4 separate regions of the Sus scrofa genome follow, and regions 2, 3 and 4 are each linked to region 1. Evidence: chromatin contacts called from public HiChIP or PLAC-seq data. All regions are on one chromosome and are shown on one strand. The core of a region is the stretch at or near the end of the contact, and the rest is flanking DNA. Distances in the headings are between cores, read along the strand shown. Region 1 overlaps CDK6 (a long non-coding RNA gene). Region 2 overlaps CDK6 (a long non-coding RNA gene). Region 3 overlaps CDK6 (a long non-coding RNA gene). Region 4 holds the start of CDK6 (a long non-coding RNA gene).

The links. HiChIP or PLAC-seq counts read pairs in DNA pulled down with a chosen protein or histone mark.
Region 2: a contact with region 1 is called in an H3K27ac HiChIP or PLAC-seq map of alveolar macrophages. The contact joins two enhancer-like sites. A contact is called at or near these places in 2 of 47 Hi-C or Micro-C datasets (embryonic fibroblasts and fibroblasts) and 1 of 2 datasets of contacts at active chromatin or transcription factors (alveolar macrophages).
Region 3: an H3K27ac HiChIP or PLAC-seq map of alveolar macrophages shows a contact between it and region 1. The contact joins two enhancer-like sites. A contact is called at or near these places in 1 of 47 Hi-C or Micro-C datasets (embryonic fibroblasts) and 2 of 2 datasets of contacts at active chromatin or transcription factors (alveolar macrophages and skeletal muscle).
Region 4: an H3K27ac HiChIP or PLAC-seq map of alveolar macrophages shows a contact between it and region 1. The contact joins the promoter of CDK6 here to the enhancer-like site in region 1. A contact is called at or near these places in 12 of 47 Hi-C or Micro-C datasets (alveolar macrophages, brain, embryonic fibroblasts and 8 more) and 2 of 2 datasets of contacts at active chromatin or transcription factors (alveolar macrophages and skeletal muscle).

What each region holds. Positions count from the first base shown.
Region 1 is chr9:72,547,711-72,551,193 of Sscrofa11.1, reverse strand. All of the region lies in intron 5 of CDK6 (a long non-coding RNA gene), which reads left to right. Among named protein-coding and RNA genes, the nearest start is that of FAM133B, 46 kb to the right of the region's middle. Within about 2 kb of position 1,328, at least 24 of the 83 cell types and tissues checked have an H3K27ac peak or open chromatin away from gene starts, as enhancers often do. A contact at or near this core is called in alveolar macrophages, retroperitoneal adipose tissue and skeletal muscle, where this site is marked.
Region 2 is chr9:72,683,649-72,686,873 of Sscrofa11.1, reverse strand. All of the region lies in intron 3 of CDK6 (a long non-coding RNA gene), which reads left to right. Among named protein-coding and RNA genes, the nearest start is that of CDK6, 80 kb to the left of the region's middle. Within about 2 kb of position 1,548, at least 13 of the 83 cell types and tissues checked have an H3K27ac peak or open chromatin away from gene starts, as enhancers often do. A contact at or near this core is called in alveolar macrophages, where this site is marked.
Region 3 is chr9:72,704,227-72,707,838 of Sscrofa11.1, reverse strand. All of the region lies in intron 2 of CDK6 (a long non-coding RNA gene), which reads left to right. Among named protein-coding and RNA genes, the nearest start is that of CDK6, 60 kb to the left of the region's middle. Within about 2 kb of position 2,343, at least 2 of the 83 cell types and tissues checked have an H3K27ac peak or open chromatin away from gene starts, as enhancers often do. A contact at or near this core is called in alveolar macrophages, where this site is marked.
Region 4 is chr9:72,763,951-72,767,519 of Sscrofa11.1, reverse strand. CDK6 (a long non-coding RNA gene) reads left to right here and starts at 1,889. Exons shown (of 8, transcript XR_002347034.1): 1 at 1,889-2,105. It overlaps LOC102161391 (a long non-coding RNA gene), which reads left to right. Exons shown (of 3, transcript XR_002347038.1): 3 at 1-698.

The sequences.
Region 1 (3,483 bases), core at 79-2,578:
ATATTAGAAAGATATTACATTTTCCTGAATGAAAAGATTGAATAGTCAAAGAATACCTGATCTTTCTAAATTAATTTATAGTTTTATGCAGCTCTGATCAGAATCCCAGCGGGATATTCTTTTTTTTTTTTTTTTTGCTTTTGGGCCGCACCTGCGGCATATGGAGGTTCCCAGGCTAGGGGTCCAGTTGGAGCTACAGCTGCCAGCCTACACCACAGCCACAGCAATGCAAGATCCGAGCCACGTCTGCAAACTACACCACAGCTCACAGCAACACTAGATCCTTAACCCACTGAGCAAGGCCAGGGATTGAACCTGCAACCTCATGGTTCCTAGTCAGATTCGTTTCCACTATGCCACAACAGGAGCTCCCAGTGGGATATTCTAAAATGCATTTGGAGGAGCTAAATTGGTAAAAATAACCAAGAGTTGTTTTAATAAAAATGTAATGAAGGGTAACTCCTACCACCAAGTACTAAAATGCATTATGCAGCTACAATAACAATTTGGCTCCAGCAGAAGAAATGACAGACATTAATGGAAAAGAATAGAGGGTCCGGGAAAAAAAATTCCAATTTAGAAAGTGGTATAATTTATTATAAATCACAAACCCTAGAGGACAGAAGAGCTTATTCAATGAATAAGATAAGGTCAGCTCCTTGGGGGGGGGAATGTTAATTAATTAAGTTCTCTCGGTTCTTTACCCCAGAGCAAGTAACAGATGGCTTAAAGACTTAAATATTAAAAATGAAATCATAAAAGGATAAAGAAACTATAAAAAAATCTTGATGGTCCTAAAGTGGAGATAGCCTTTCAAAGCATTAAAAAGTCACAAAGAAAAATTAATATATTTGACTAAATAAAAATTGAAAACTTCTGTTCATCAAAAAAATAAAAATACTGCACACAGTTAAAAAGCATATGGTAGTCTTAGAGAACATGTTTGCAGTGAATATGACAAAGATATAACATCCTTCCTGAAGAAAGCGCTCTTAAAATTAATTGGGACGCCACTAGCACACTTTTCATTTTCACATCACATTGAATACATGTCACTGTGCTGCATGGGTTTTATAAACAATATAGTTCAGATGACACGAATGAAGGAAATTCAGATCCTATTTTCCATGCATATATTCTTTGTTCAGAGACAGTTGAAGGAAACTACACATTATGCTATAAATACTTCTGGACAGTTTGTCCACATTGACACTTCCATTTCCTAAAACGAAACCCTCCCTGGCCCACAGGGAGAAAGAAGGCTGGCTTTGTTAACCAGCCTTACTTCCACAAGCACATCCATATGGTAAGAACTTCCTCTGTTGAGTCATCCACAGTTGTCAAACACCAACTTTCCTTTGTTTGACCCGTGCAGAAATAAGGTCTATGGAGGCATAACACAAGAGTCTGAATCATTTAATTGTGTTTTATTCCTCTCTGCATTTGCATCCGTCACAAACCCAGTGTGTCCGCTATGAAAAGTTGCATTCTTCAAATAACACTGGGGGGAAAAAAAACCCTTTTCAAATGGGTCTGTTCTGCCTAGATAGTCTGTGAAATTTCTAAGGAATGTTGTGGGCTTTGCTTCCTGTGTTAAATTTTTGAGTTATCACACGTTATTGGATTCCACCCAGCACATTCTGGATAGGAATGTTATATTCATACAGGATACCAGTTGTCTTTACCATTTAAAAGGGAATAGAGGAATTTTTTTTTTTTTTACTTATAAGATATAAATGGGTAGGTAGAAATGTGTGTGCAAATAATATTTTTTAATATGTCCTTGATTCTTTTCTTCATAGAGGCTTGAGTCACATGAAGTCACAGATTTGTTATGACTGCTAACCACTGTCTCGTCTCTTTGTTCTCGTTCAAACCAAGGACTGTACCACCAGCATTCTGATGTGTGATGCCATCTTTGTTTGAAAGAGAAGAGACCTTTAGAGATCCTATCTTATTCATTTGCAGATACAAAGAGAAAAGGAATGATGCTGTGTGATTTCTTCTGTTTATTTTTTTTTATTTTCCAAACTTTTCTATAAGCAAGTATACTTCATAATCAGAAAAATAATGTCTTCTTTCAAGTAGCCACCCATCATTAAAAATATAAATGCAATGAGGAAGCCTTTTAAAAAATTAAGCTGGCTCTGAGGTCAGTAAAATGTATTTTGAGAAAAGAAATGCTAACTGCTAACTTTTGTTGATTAATCACCACATTAATCTCTCAATACCAGAGACATGTAGTCAAGTTCACTGACATTCAAGGGCCAGTGCCCATATCTGTACACTAAGCAGATTTTTTTTTTTAAGGAAAAAATGAGAAAATCAGTTTTCCACTGTTTGGAGTATTTTTAACCAATGATTGAATCTATTTTGAGGATATTTTTGGGTCATCTGTAATACTGTATGAGACTTTTGGTTCCCTTTTGAGCAAAGTTGCTTCTTTTTTTTTTTTTTTAAATAAGCTGCTTCAACCAACAGACACGTCTGCTTCAGAATATTTCTAGTGATTACATTCCCCCAAAATCAACATTAATATTTCCAACCTTGGTTATGCATGATTTTGCTGACAGCTGGCTGATGTCAACATTGGAGAGGCAAGAGAAAGCTTGTGCCTATGAGCCTGGAGGTGAACGTAATTAATCTTCTCAGAGATACACCCACATTAGAGCCCATTAGGCTATCTTTAGCAAAGTTGTGGCAGACACGGGACCAGTGGGTTCAAAGATTAAAAGTTAGAGTGACTTTGAAGCCACATTTTTTTACCATACTGTAAGTAATATTTGCTGCTGGAGTGTGTCACTATTAGATGGGCTTCACTTTTACATTTTCTTAACTTTTACTCCTTGTGTATTGCTTTGGTGTCAGCCTATCAGAGAGAGAAAACTTGACTCACCTAAGTCACCTTAGTTCATGTGGCTCATTTGTCTTCCGTGGTATATGTTGCTGATTAATCACTGTCTCCTGCTATACCGAGATGGCAGCTCGGAATTATTCTCAACCTGGCTCGCAGCCTGGTACTACCAACCAGTCAGATCAGACGAGATGAATTCTCTGTCATCCATATCTAGGATAGAGCTCCACCCCAGTCTCTATCAGTGGCCTCCTCTGAGGCCAGGCACTTCCTTCCCGCTGTTACATTAACCATGTGGATTAAGCCATAGGCAGTGCTCTTTCCCTAGGCAAGATGTATGTAGTTTTACAAGGTCTTTTGCTAAATGAAACTGTTAACGAATTGAATTATGGTGTGAGGAGAGAACTACCAAGCTCTAGTCCCTTATTGCATAGAAACAGTGAGCTATTAGGAAAAACAAGAATGAAACTTGTCTGTCTGGACCACTTTCATTCTTATTATTTTGAGAGATGTTCGTCTGAATTTTTTTTTTTTTTGAAACAGCCCTATGAAATAACAAGGATAATTTTTTTAAGATTACTTTTTTTTTAAATTTCCGCTTCTACAACTTCTTGTACCGGGTCTCCTTA
Region 2 (3,225 bases), core at 299-2,798, 140 kb before region 1:
TTGACCTGAATAATTTGGATTAGTATATCTAAATCAGGGCCTTGATGCCAAGCATCTGGACACTCTTTTTTTAAAGGTTTATTGAAGTGTAGTTGATTTACAATGTTGTGATGATAATTTCTGCTGTACAACAAAGTGACTCAGTTATACATATACACATTCTTTTTCAGAGTCTTTTCCCACATAGATTATCACGGAATATTGGGTAGAGTTCCCTTTGCTATACAGCAAGTTCCCATTGGCCAATCATTGCATACACTCAATGTGCATATGCCAATCCCAGACCCCCAGTCCATCCCTCCCACCACCTGTCCCCTTGGGAACCGTGAGTTTTTGAAGTCTGTGAGCCTGTTGCTGTTCTGCAAATAAGTTCATTTGTGTCCTTTTTAAAAGATTCCATATATAAGTAATATCATATGGTTGTCTGACTTCACTTTTTATAATAATCTCTCAGTCCATCCATGTTGCCGTAAATGAATGGCATTATTTCATTCAGACACTGTGACTCTCTCTCTCTCTCTTTTTTCTTTTTTTTTTTTTTTTTTTGTCTTTTTAGGTCCACACCTGTGGCATATGGAAGGTCCCAGGCTAGGGGTCCAATCGGAGCTGTAGCCTCTGGCCTACACCACAGCCACAGTAACGCCAGATCCAAGCCACATCTGCAACCTGCACCACAGTTCAGGGCAACACCGGTCAGGGATTGAACCTGCATCCTCATGGATGTTAGTCAGTTTGTTAACCACTGAGCCACGACCGGAACTCCCGGTCACTGTGACTCTTGAAGTCCTAGGAAGTAAAAGAGAATTCCTCGAATATTAGAAATGATCAAGTATAAATCTAATCTTTAACAACTCTAGCTACTCCCATACACTGGAAGCCTAATTGTGATGCCTGGAAGGTAGACTAAACCCAAGCAAATTTTGCAAAAATGAGTCACCTTTGAATAAAGGGTTAATGAAATTAGGTTAAATATAATCTCTGTGTTTCTCCAAGTGTGGTCAGTGAATCAGCTGTATAGTCACCACCTGGGATGCTCATTGAACGCTACAGCCTTGCCCTAATGCTAATCCTGAACATGAGCTCGGAAGGGAGTTTCCAGTAAGTCCCCTCTGATGAAGCTTATAGAGACTACTGTTTGAGAAATACTCTCCTACAGTTTGACATATGACCCTACTTGGAAATGGCAAAATGTCTGAGATGACTCAGAACTTTGGAATATTTACTTGCCTGTGCGTAGGTGGCCCCAGCCATTCAGAAGACTCTCATCTAAGCCCAGGTGAATCAGGTGTGGCATTTTAACTGAAGTTGTCCGTATATACTTGTGTAAAAGTACCGATGTTTTTATTCTTTAAGATGGTCTATTGGAAAATGCGAACTCATAAATATGAATTAAAGAAAAGACTCTTAGGAACATGAGAATTCTAACTAGAAATTCCTAAGCCACCCAGAAAGCGACTCTTTGGGGAAAAAAAAAAAGTGTTCATGACACATCATTATTTGACCTTTGAAAGATGCTTTTTGTTTCGTTTCACTTAATGTTCTCACAGTTCTCTGTGATCCTCAATTAGTAAACTATTACCAGACTTGCAAGTGTAACTGGTCGGAATTCCTAACCCTGTTTTATTGATGAGGAACCAAAACCATATGAAACTTAAGTGGATCATAGACCCAGAGTTTTAGCACAGACTCCAGCTGTGGCCAAACACAGCATTCAGGTAGTCACTTTAAGGCACCTGTATCTGAAAGTATGAGTGCTTAGCATTTCTTCCACTTGTGGTTCTAAGCCTTTAACAAATATAAGCAAGTAGCTTTGTTGGTTTTTGTATTTACCATTGCTCTCAGCTGTCCCTGACCATACTTGTTCATTTTTCCTTTCTTGGACAAAACCAAAGAAATATTTATCATTCTACTCTAGTATAGTCACACCGCTTCTAGATTGGAAAGCTAAAATAGAACATAGCAGGGAGTTGGGGACCATAGGGCGTAGGAGCTTTCACTCCGAATTAAGTTTAGGAACTGCAGCATTAAAAGTTTAAGTCTCCATTGAGCCATCAGGTACCAATTGATCCAGAAACACATATCCTTAACTGAAGTTGTCCTATGAATATGTTAATTCTGTGATTATGCTGGAACACTTAATGAACTTTTAAATTTCACTAATATGTCTCAAAATGTTCAAATCTGGAACTGAGAAATTCACCATCCCTCATATCCGAAGACTGAAGTATTTGCTGAATCAAAGGTGGTGTAAAAGTCACAGGTGGGGGCCCTGCTTCTCTCCTCCCCTTCCCGCTATAAAAATGTGTTCCAGGTCAAGGAGGTTGGGTACAGAAAGAGGGAAGACATAGATTGGTGGTAAAAAGAGAAAAATTTGAGGAGTTCCAGTAGTGGCTCAGTGGTTAATAAATCCGACTCGGAACCATGAAGTTGTGGGTCTGATCCCTGGCCTTGCTCAGTGGGTTAACATGAGCTGTGGTGTAGATTGCAGACACAGTTGGGATCCTGCATTGCTGTGGCTCTGGCGTAGGCTGGTGGCTACAGCTCCGATTAGACCCCTAGCCTGGGAACCTCCATATGCCACAGGTGCAGCCCTAGAAAGGACAAAAAGACAAAAAAGAAAAAAAGAAAAATTTGACTTAATGGGTTCCAGGAAAAAAGGAGAGATTTAATTACCCTCAGTAACAGCTCCCCCTAAATTATCTCTTTTAAAAGTACTTGATGCTCAGTGTAGAGATGTGAAACATCACATTACTAACTCTTGTTCCCCCGTTATGATTCTTACTCTAGTCATAGCAATTTATCTTGTAAACCCGAAGTCCTTTAGTGTTTCCACCAGATAGTAAAGATGGCTAGATTCACATCTTTAGTGCAAAACTGCATGAATCCGAATAAATGAAATTCAAGGGCATAAATATTGGTTAGGTTTTGTCTTTGACATCATCTATTCTAAATGTTGCCACTGTACTAACATCCTTGGATATGCATCTTGTCATTGCTGTAGGATCTTGATTAAAGAAAAAAAAAAAAAAAAACACCACTTAGGAGCTGGGAAGAAAGTGAAATATAAATTACATTAGACTGAATTAAGGAAAGAGCTGCATTTTGGTGTCTTCCCAAGCAGAGAGATTTATGAAAGCATCACACACCAAGAAAAAAGGACTTCTTTCCTTTTCTGTTTCAACTCCATCACTTTCACCACCACGGTTTCACAGGACTTCTTACTTT
Region 3 (3,612 bases), core at 1,094-3,593, 160 kb before region 1:
TTTTTACTATGGGTTAACATTTTCTCCTGTGTTTGTGGTCATTTATGTTTCCTTAAAAGGACTAACTTCACTATTTGTTTTATTAGATAATAAGCTCATCATTTAAGTACCCAAGTGAATTTGTCCTGGGATAAGTTTACTCACCTAGCAAGGGTGTGATTATGAAAGATTTTTTGGCTAACAGTGTAGGTAAAATTTGGTTGGTTTTTTTCTAAGACCCGGCAGACAGTCTTCATCACAGACGGATCCCTAGTTTTGGCGGATTCGTCGTTTTTCCTCAAGAGAGGCCCAAAGCTGGAGAACAGGGCTTTTACAGGTCAGAAATGGAGACAGAACTGAATGTTGAAAGTTGGCCAGAATGTTTCTGCACTCTCTCTGACTCAGGCCAGAGCTGTTCACTCTGCTTTCAGAAATATCATTTAACTCGTATACTTTTGAGATCAGAATATATTTTTCAAGGTCTGTTAGGTGAATTAAAGCATCATGCCGTTTTTTAACGAGTCAAGGGAAGGACAGAAGAGAAGAACATCTAAGGAGATCAAGTCTTCAGCTGTATTTTATTTTACATGTGAATTTTCTGAACATTTCTTTTTTTCTGCCCAGCATGTAAGGTATATGTTGGGATATCTGAACTAACCAAAGACATTGGGGAATCGGCGTTACCAAGGTTCCTGTGAGCAATGTGTCTCATTTGCCACAGAGAGGTCTCTGTCCCAGATGTTGTGCTACATGCAGAAGCAGGATGGCACAGTGGTGAGGAAATCAGACTCTGGAACAGACAGCCTGATTTCAGACCCCTTCTTCACCACTAACAGGGCCTATGCCTTAGGCAAAGTACTAAGCCTCTCTATTTCTTTTCCTCTTTTTGTTTGAATCAGATATACTTATTGAGATATGCTTTACATACCAGCAAATTCTGCCATATAAGTATACAGTTCAGTGGTTTTTTAGTATATTTACTGAGTTGTGCAACCATCCCTATGATCTAATTTTAGAACATTTTATTACCCCCAAAAGAAACCCAGTTCCCACTAGCTGTCATTCTTCATTCCTTCGCTCTTGCCATCCTCCCCGACTGCCCCCATCTCTGGGTAACCACTATGAATCTGTCCTATTCTGGATGTATCATGTAAGAAGAATTGTGTAATATGTGGCCTTTTGGGACTAGTTCCTTTCACTTAGCATCATCTTCTCAAGGTATACTCGTGTCAAAGCATGTACCTGTACTTCACTCCTTTGATGACTAAATCATATTCCACTATATGGATATACTGCATTATGTTACTCATTTATCAATCAGTAGACGTTTGGGTTGTTTCTCTTTTGGGCTGTTATGAATGATGCTGCCATGAACATTTGTATACATAACATCTGTTTCTTCAGCTATAAAATGAGTGCCGTCTCATAGAGTTGTTACGAGGACTACAAAGGTCAAGATACACAAAAGTAGCTAGTAGCGAGCAAACTAACAAGTATGGGTTAACAAATGGGATGTAGGAGTGTGTGAGTCCTCATTTTACGTTTCTTCCAAGATTTGACTTGCTCAGAGTCCTGTGCTCTCTTAATACATCTCTGAAGATCCCCTCTTTTAGTTCGTTCCCACCTTTTCCCTGAGTTTTAATTTCGAAAAGTTTAATTCATTCAGTAGACATTTATTGAACACCTACAGTGTATTAGACACCACCCTGGGTGCCCTGGAGAGTTAAAAGAAAGAACAAGCAAAAGTAGGGAGAGGTACTTCCATTCCAGTTTGAACCCTATGTTTACTTTGCTCATCTATCATCTCTGACCTGCCAGTAGGGTTTAGACTTGGGGCCGCTGAACCCCACTCTCCGTTCAAATGCCATAGGTTTGGGGCTCTCTTAAGCCATTCACTCTTGTCAGGCCCTTATTCTGACCCATATATCTGTGCTTGTAGAGCGGCTGATGGAAGCTAACTGTTGTACAAGAAAAAGGCTAAAACTAAGGTAATCATGTCTAGGTAGAAATGTCACCAGGTACAAGAGCAGCATCTTGTCCTTGTGCTGTAGCTGGGGTTGGTGGATGGTGTTTATTCTAACTAAGACGTAATGATCTCTGATAGTCTCAGTTGGCAGGGTTCTTCTTTTTATAGGGTTGGTTTGGGGTTGTTTTTGAACTTAGGAAACAATTTTGTATTGGAACTGGACTCGGCAAAAATGTCAACTCATCACTGTCTCGCGGCCTATTTTTTCCTTTTCTTGACTTTGGGGAGATGGTGATCCACATGGTGACTCAGAGAGTTTTGCCTCAGAATATTTTGCCTCAGAATATTCTCTTCCCTAAAGAGAACAAATATGTTTTTATGATTTCCTCATGAGTTTTAGCTCTGAAGTAACGTTTCCTTTTTTCCCACAATAGCATATAGTTAGGGTAACAGAATGAGGCCACTACCTCATTCTCTCTGCCTTTCGTTCAGATAAAATGCATTAGCAGTCTAAAGAATTGTGCTTGTAATAGGAATACCGCTAGTGCTTGCTAGAGGACTATGAAGTTCGAATTCTGTTATTTAATGTACATTTCAGTAATTCATCTTGAATATGAACAAAACAGTGTATGTATCCCATATACCTCTTAACATAGCCCAAAGAGCTTATTTGGGGCCCAGCTTAGAGTACACCAGTTTTTGCACTACCCTATGATAGCAGTGTGTTTCTGTATACACAAGTTTTACTGTTTGCTTGATTTTATTTTATTTAAAAAAATTTTTTAATGATTTTTATTTTTTCCATTATAGTTGGTTAACACGGTTTTAAATGTTTACTGCAGTGCAAGTCACATCTTGAAAACTTGCCCAGTTTGGGGGGTTCCCATCTTATTTGTAAAATATTTTTTGTTTAATGAATGCAACAGTTTTAATTCATAGATCCTCATGGCCAGGTGTATATAGATAGAAGCTGAAACTAATTAGTAGAAACTCTAAAGATTAACTGGATGAAGATGAACTATGAAACTTGCTTATGAACCCTCTTATGGTTATAAGGAATAAAATGATTTAGTACATAAAAGATGTTGGCTTTGCATTCCCTTCTCAGATTATGGTAGCCTTTGGGCTAACAGTTTGATCACAAAAGGGGTTTCCCTGCCACTTTTCAACAACTGCTAGTGGAAGGAGGGTTGTTTAACTGAGGCTTCAGGAAAACAGACCTCTGAGCATTGGACTCAACCTTTAAATTAAGTAAAACTCAGTATCTTTGTATTATTTTGAAATACTTCTCCTTGCCTCCTTGCTTCCTCACACCCACTGAGGCCTTTCCTATCCTAGCTTCCATATTCCTGTTTGCAACAAGCTTATCTGTCTGTCTTCTTCCTTTCCCTACTTTTTTCCCCATAAAGTGCCTCTGTGATCAGACTAAGAACCTCACATAGGAATCCCGGGAAGAAGTGGAGTGGCTCCTTTAGAAGGATGAATTAGTCTGCTCTGCTGCTGTCAGTTACTGCTTTCTGGTGGGCATGCTCCCAGAGAAACCACTTTAAGAATAGTCTCCCAGGAGTTCCCTTCATGGCTCAGCAATTAATGAACCTGAAGAGTATCCATGAGGATGCAGGTTTGATCTCTGGCCTCACTCAGTGGGTTAAGGATCCAGCATTGCC
Region 4 (3,569 bases), core at 640-3,139, 220 kb before region 1:
AATGCAACCCAGTGTAGAAAGACATTTTTTCTGTTAATTTAAAAGATACTATAGCTTAATATTTTTAAACAAATTATTTACTCAAATTCTTAGAATCATTTGCTGTTTCCTAGGACTATTTATTGACAGTTATTTCTGAATTACATAAATGTGTTAATTGCCAGCAAGTAAATCTTGTTTTAAAAAACACTGACAAGTGTGAGCAATTATCAAAATGGAGGATTCCCATTTGTTCCTCATTTAAAGTCTAATTGGTGATTTGTAATAATCCAGTATTGTATATAAATACAAAATCCAGCAATTTGCTTTCTTAAGTCTATAAGGTATAGGATATTGTAGATAATTTTACACATTATCTGAACAGAATTTTGTTCAGAAATTGGATTTCATTTTAGAAGATATGCTTCTAAGGACAAAGTATATTTTATGAATTATCTAGAGCATAAAAACCACAATTATTCATTTTTAGTTTTTAAGAAAAATTATTATAATTCAGTGCAAAATATTTGCCAATGGAAATGCAACAGTTTTTATTTACCTAACTTGTTACTTCACACTGCAGTATAGAATTAATTTTATAAAGGCAAAATTTTGATGTACTATGAAATTAGCAACACGGTTTAATTCAAAAAGTCAAAAAAGATTTATAGAATAATATTTTCAATTCCAACAGAATTTTGTTGGGTTTTAATTTTTCCACAGAGCACTGAAATAAATAAAATTTTTTAGGCTTTGCATTAAAGATGTTTTAAAAAGTTTCAAGTATTTTACAGAAAGAGATTTTGGACAATACTGAAATTTTTTCCTAAAAACAGCTATTTTAAGGTTTGTTTTACTTCATTGTAGAAAGTCTAGAAGACTTTTCTTTTTCTCCAAAATCTCATTTTCACCTGAAATAATTGTATTCAGGTTTTCTCAGCAGGTAAAATATGCATTCTTACAAGGTTTCAAATTTCAGAATTCCAATAATGCATTTCAACTGAGCACCCACCGAATTGTGTTCTGTGTGTGTGTGTGTGTGTGTGTGTTATCTTGCAGTTCTGTTATTTACAATCAATTTTAGGCTTCTTAGCTCCCCAGAAATACCTCAGTGAACCCTCAACAGTTGCTAGCCACTTAATAATTGTGAACCGGCCAGCCCCATCAAGTAGATCGTTAACCACAAAAGTGCCTGACAATTTCCAAATCATATTCTCTGTCCAAAAGGAAGAGATAGGGCTTGGTGAGGCCGAAAGGAAGCGAAGGACAACAAAACAAATGCAGTTCATGCTGAAAGTGAAAAGTGCTTTGGACAGATTAGTATTTTCTTTTCTACAAGGCGTCCTGCCAATTTTTTTTTTTTAATAGAGAAGAGTTATTTTTTTGGTCTGATTTTTCAGTTTCTTGGAAAGTGTCGCTTTTACCCTCCCTACAGACCTTCATAATTACTGTTGGTTGTTCTGTTTTTCCCATCCGTTTGCATCATAGACTGCCGATACCCCCACCTCACTCTGTCAAAACCCCAACTCCGGGCGACCCTGGATTTGGTAACTCCACCGACTCCCGACGACACATTCCACTCTCCCTCTCACGCCTTTTATTTTAGTCGCAAGATCCCCACTCCAGTGGCAGTGAAAGCCGGAAATTTTCATTTAACTCCCCCCCTCCCTTCTTCGCCCCCTACTCGGAGCGGAGAGCTAGGGGGCCAGGAGGTTCCGAGCACAGCCGGGTCTCGGCCGCCTCCCCTCTCTCCGGAAGGCTTTAATTTGCACACTTGCTTGCCACTGCGCGGCGAGCCCCCAACCTAGCTGCGGCGGGGAGGGTCTCGGCGGAGTCGGCCTCCCGGCCCCCCAGCCCCGCCCCGCTGCCTCCGCCGCCTCCCCAACTCGGGCCCCTAGCGCGGGCCGGAGCCCCGCGGCCCCCGTCCGCCCCCAGCGAGCGGCGCGGGCGGCGCCCTCCGCCGTCCCTCCGCCCTCCGCCGCAGTGCCCACCCCCTCGCCGGAGAGAGGGCTGGTGACTTCTTCCTCCGAGCCGAGTTACCTGCTCCGCGCCGCGGTGGACACGTGCGAAGGTCGTACTGACACCCGCAGCCCCCTCGCGAAGCCCGAAGCGGCGAGGCCCATCAGGTGAGGAGCTGTGCTCTCGGGTGGGTGGGCTGCTGGGTGGGGGGTCCCCAGGGGAGATTTCGGGGCTTGGCGGGGGTCCGAAGCGAGGGTGGGTAGGGGCGACGGGTGCGGAGGAGGGGTGGTAGGTTTTCGGAATCCACTTTAGTTAACCCCTTACAACCCGAGGCGGACTTGTTACGGGGGCCAGTTTGGGGGCGCAAAAGTTTCTCCTAATCTGGCTAAGAGGGGTATATCCCACACGAGGGACACCCCCCTAACGCCGAGATCCTGTGCTTGATCCCGCATAGCCTTGCGCACAAACACCCACACAAACACTTCTTATCCGGTTTCTTCAAACGGAACTCAAACTCCACCTGGAAACTCACATAATAACCCACATTTAGGATTTAAAGTGCATGCTTTTGGAGACTCGATGCGGGGGGATGTTTGGGTGCCCTATATTTATTTCACCACGAAAGCTCGCCCTCCATCTCGCTGACCCTGTGGGTGGGGGCTTCACCTTTCCCACCGTGAGATAAATGTTAACGCAGACTTTTTGCTGGCAACCACTGCGGGCGTTTAGGCACATTTAGAGGAGTGCACGCAGGCGCCCGGCGCCCGGGCTGGGAGCCCCGCAATGATGCACGCTTGCTTTGGTTTCCCAATTTACTCTCCTAATTTAAAATATTGAAGTTAAAATGCACGCCCCGGGTGAGCACCTTCGGGCCCAGCACTGCGCCGGTCATTGTGCACGTGGGAGCATCTGCGTGTGCGCACACGCGGGAGTCGTGGTCCCCGGTGCGGCCTCTTGTCGCTGCGCTGGTGGCGACCCTTGCGGTGCTTGGCAGGCTTGGAGAGAGGCACATGAAGGATTTCATTGAGTGTGAAGACAGAGAGCAGAGACAGAAAGCAGAAGGAGGCGGCTGCAGCCTTTGTAGTCGCGGAGGAATGCGGAAATGTTGAAGCACTATGTCAAACTATTTTGAAATGGGGTCAAGTCACATTCAGCCAGCGTGGGAAAGCAACAACAACAACAAAAAAAAGTGGAGGAGAGCGGGGGGGAAAGGCACTGCTGCTCCCGTTTCTCTCCGCCGGAGCCGACCGTCCGGAGAGCGAGGGGGGAGAGCGGAGGCGGGCGGTGCGGGGCCAGGCGGGGGCAGCGGGCTCAGTTCCCTGCGGGGGTGGGACGTCCCCGACGCTTCCTTCGCTGCTGAGCGGCGGGCAGGACTGGGGCGGGGAGGGGGGCCACGGGAGGGGCGGGCCGCTCAGTCTGCGGCTGCTCCTGCGCTACCTGTGTGGCCCTTGTCCTGGCTCAGACCGCGGTGCTGGCTCTGGGGGCTTGTTCCTCGGCTCCCCCCAGGCTTCGCCTTCACCTTTTAAGGAGAGTTTTGAGTAGAGTGAGTGTGAAGGACTCTGTCTTCGCTGCTGTTCCCTCCGCCTGCATACTGTGGGGGTTGTAGAGTTTGTTTCTTTAATTCCTGGCAG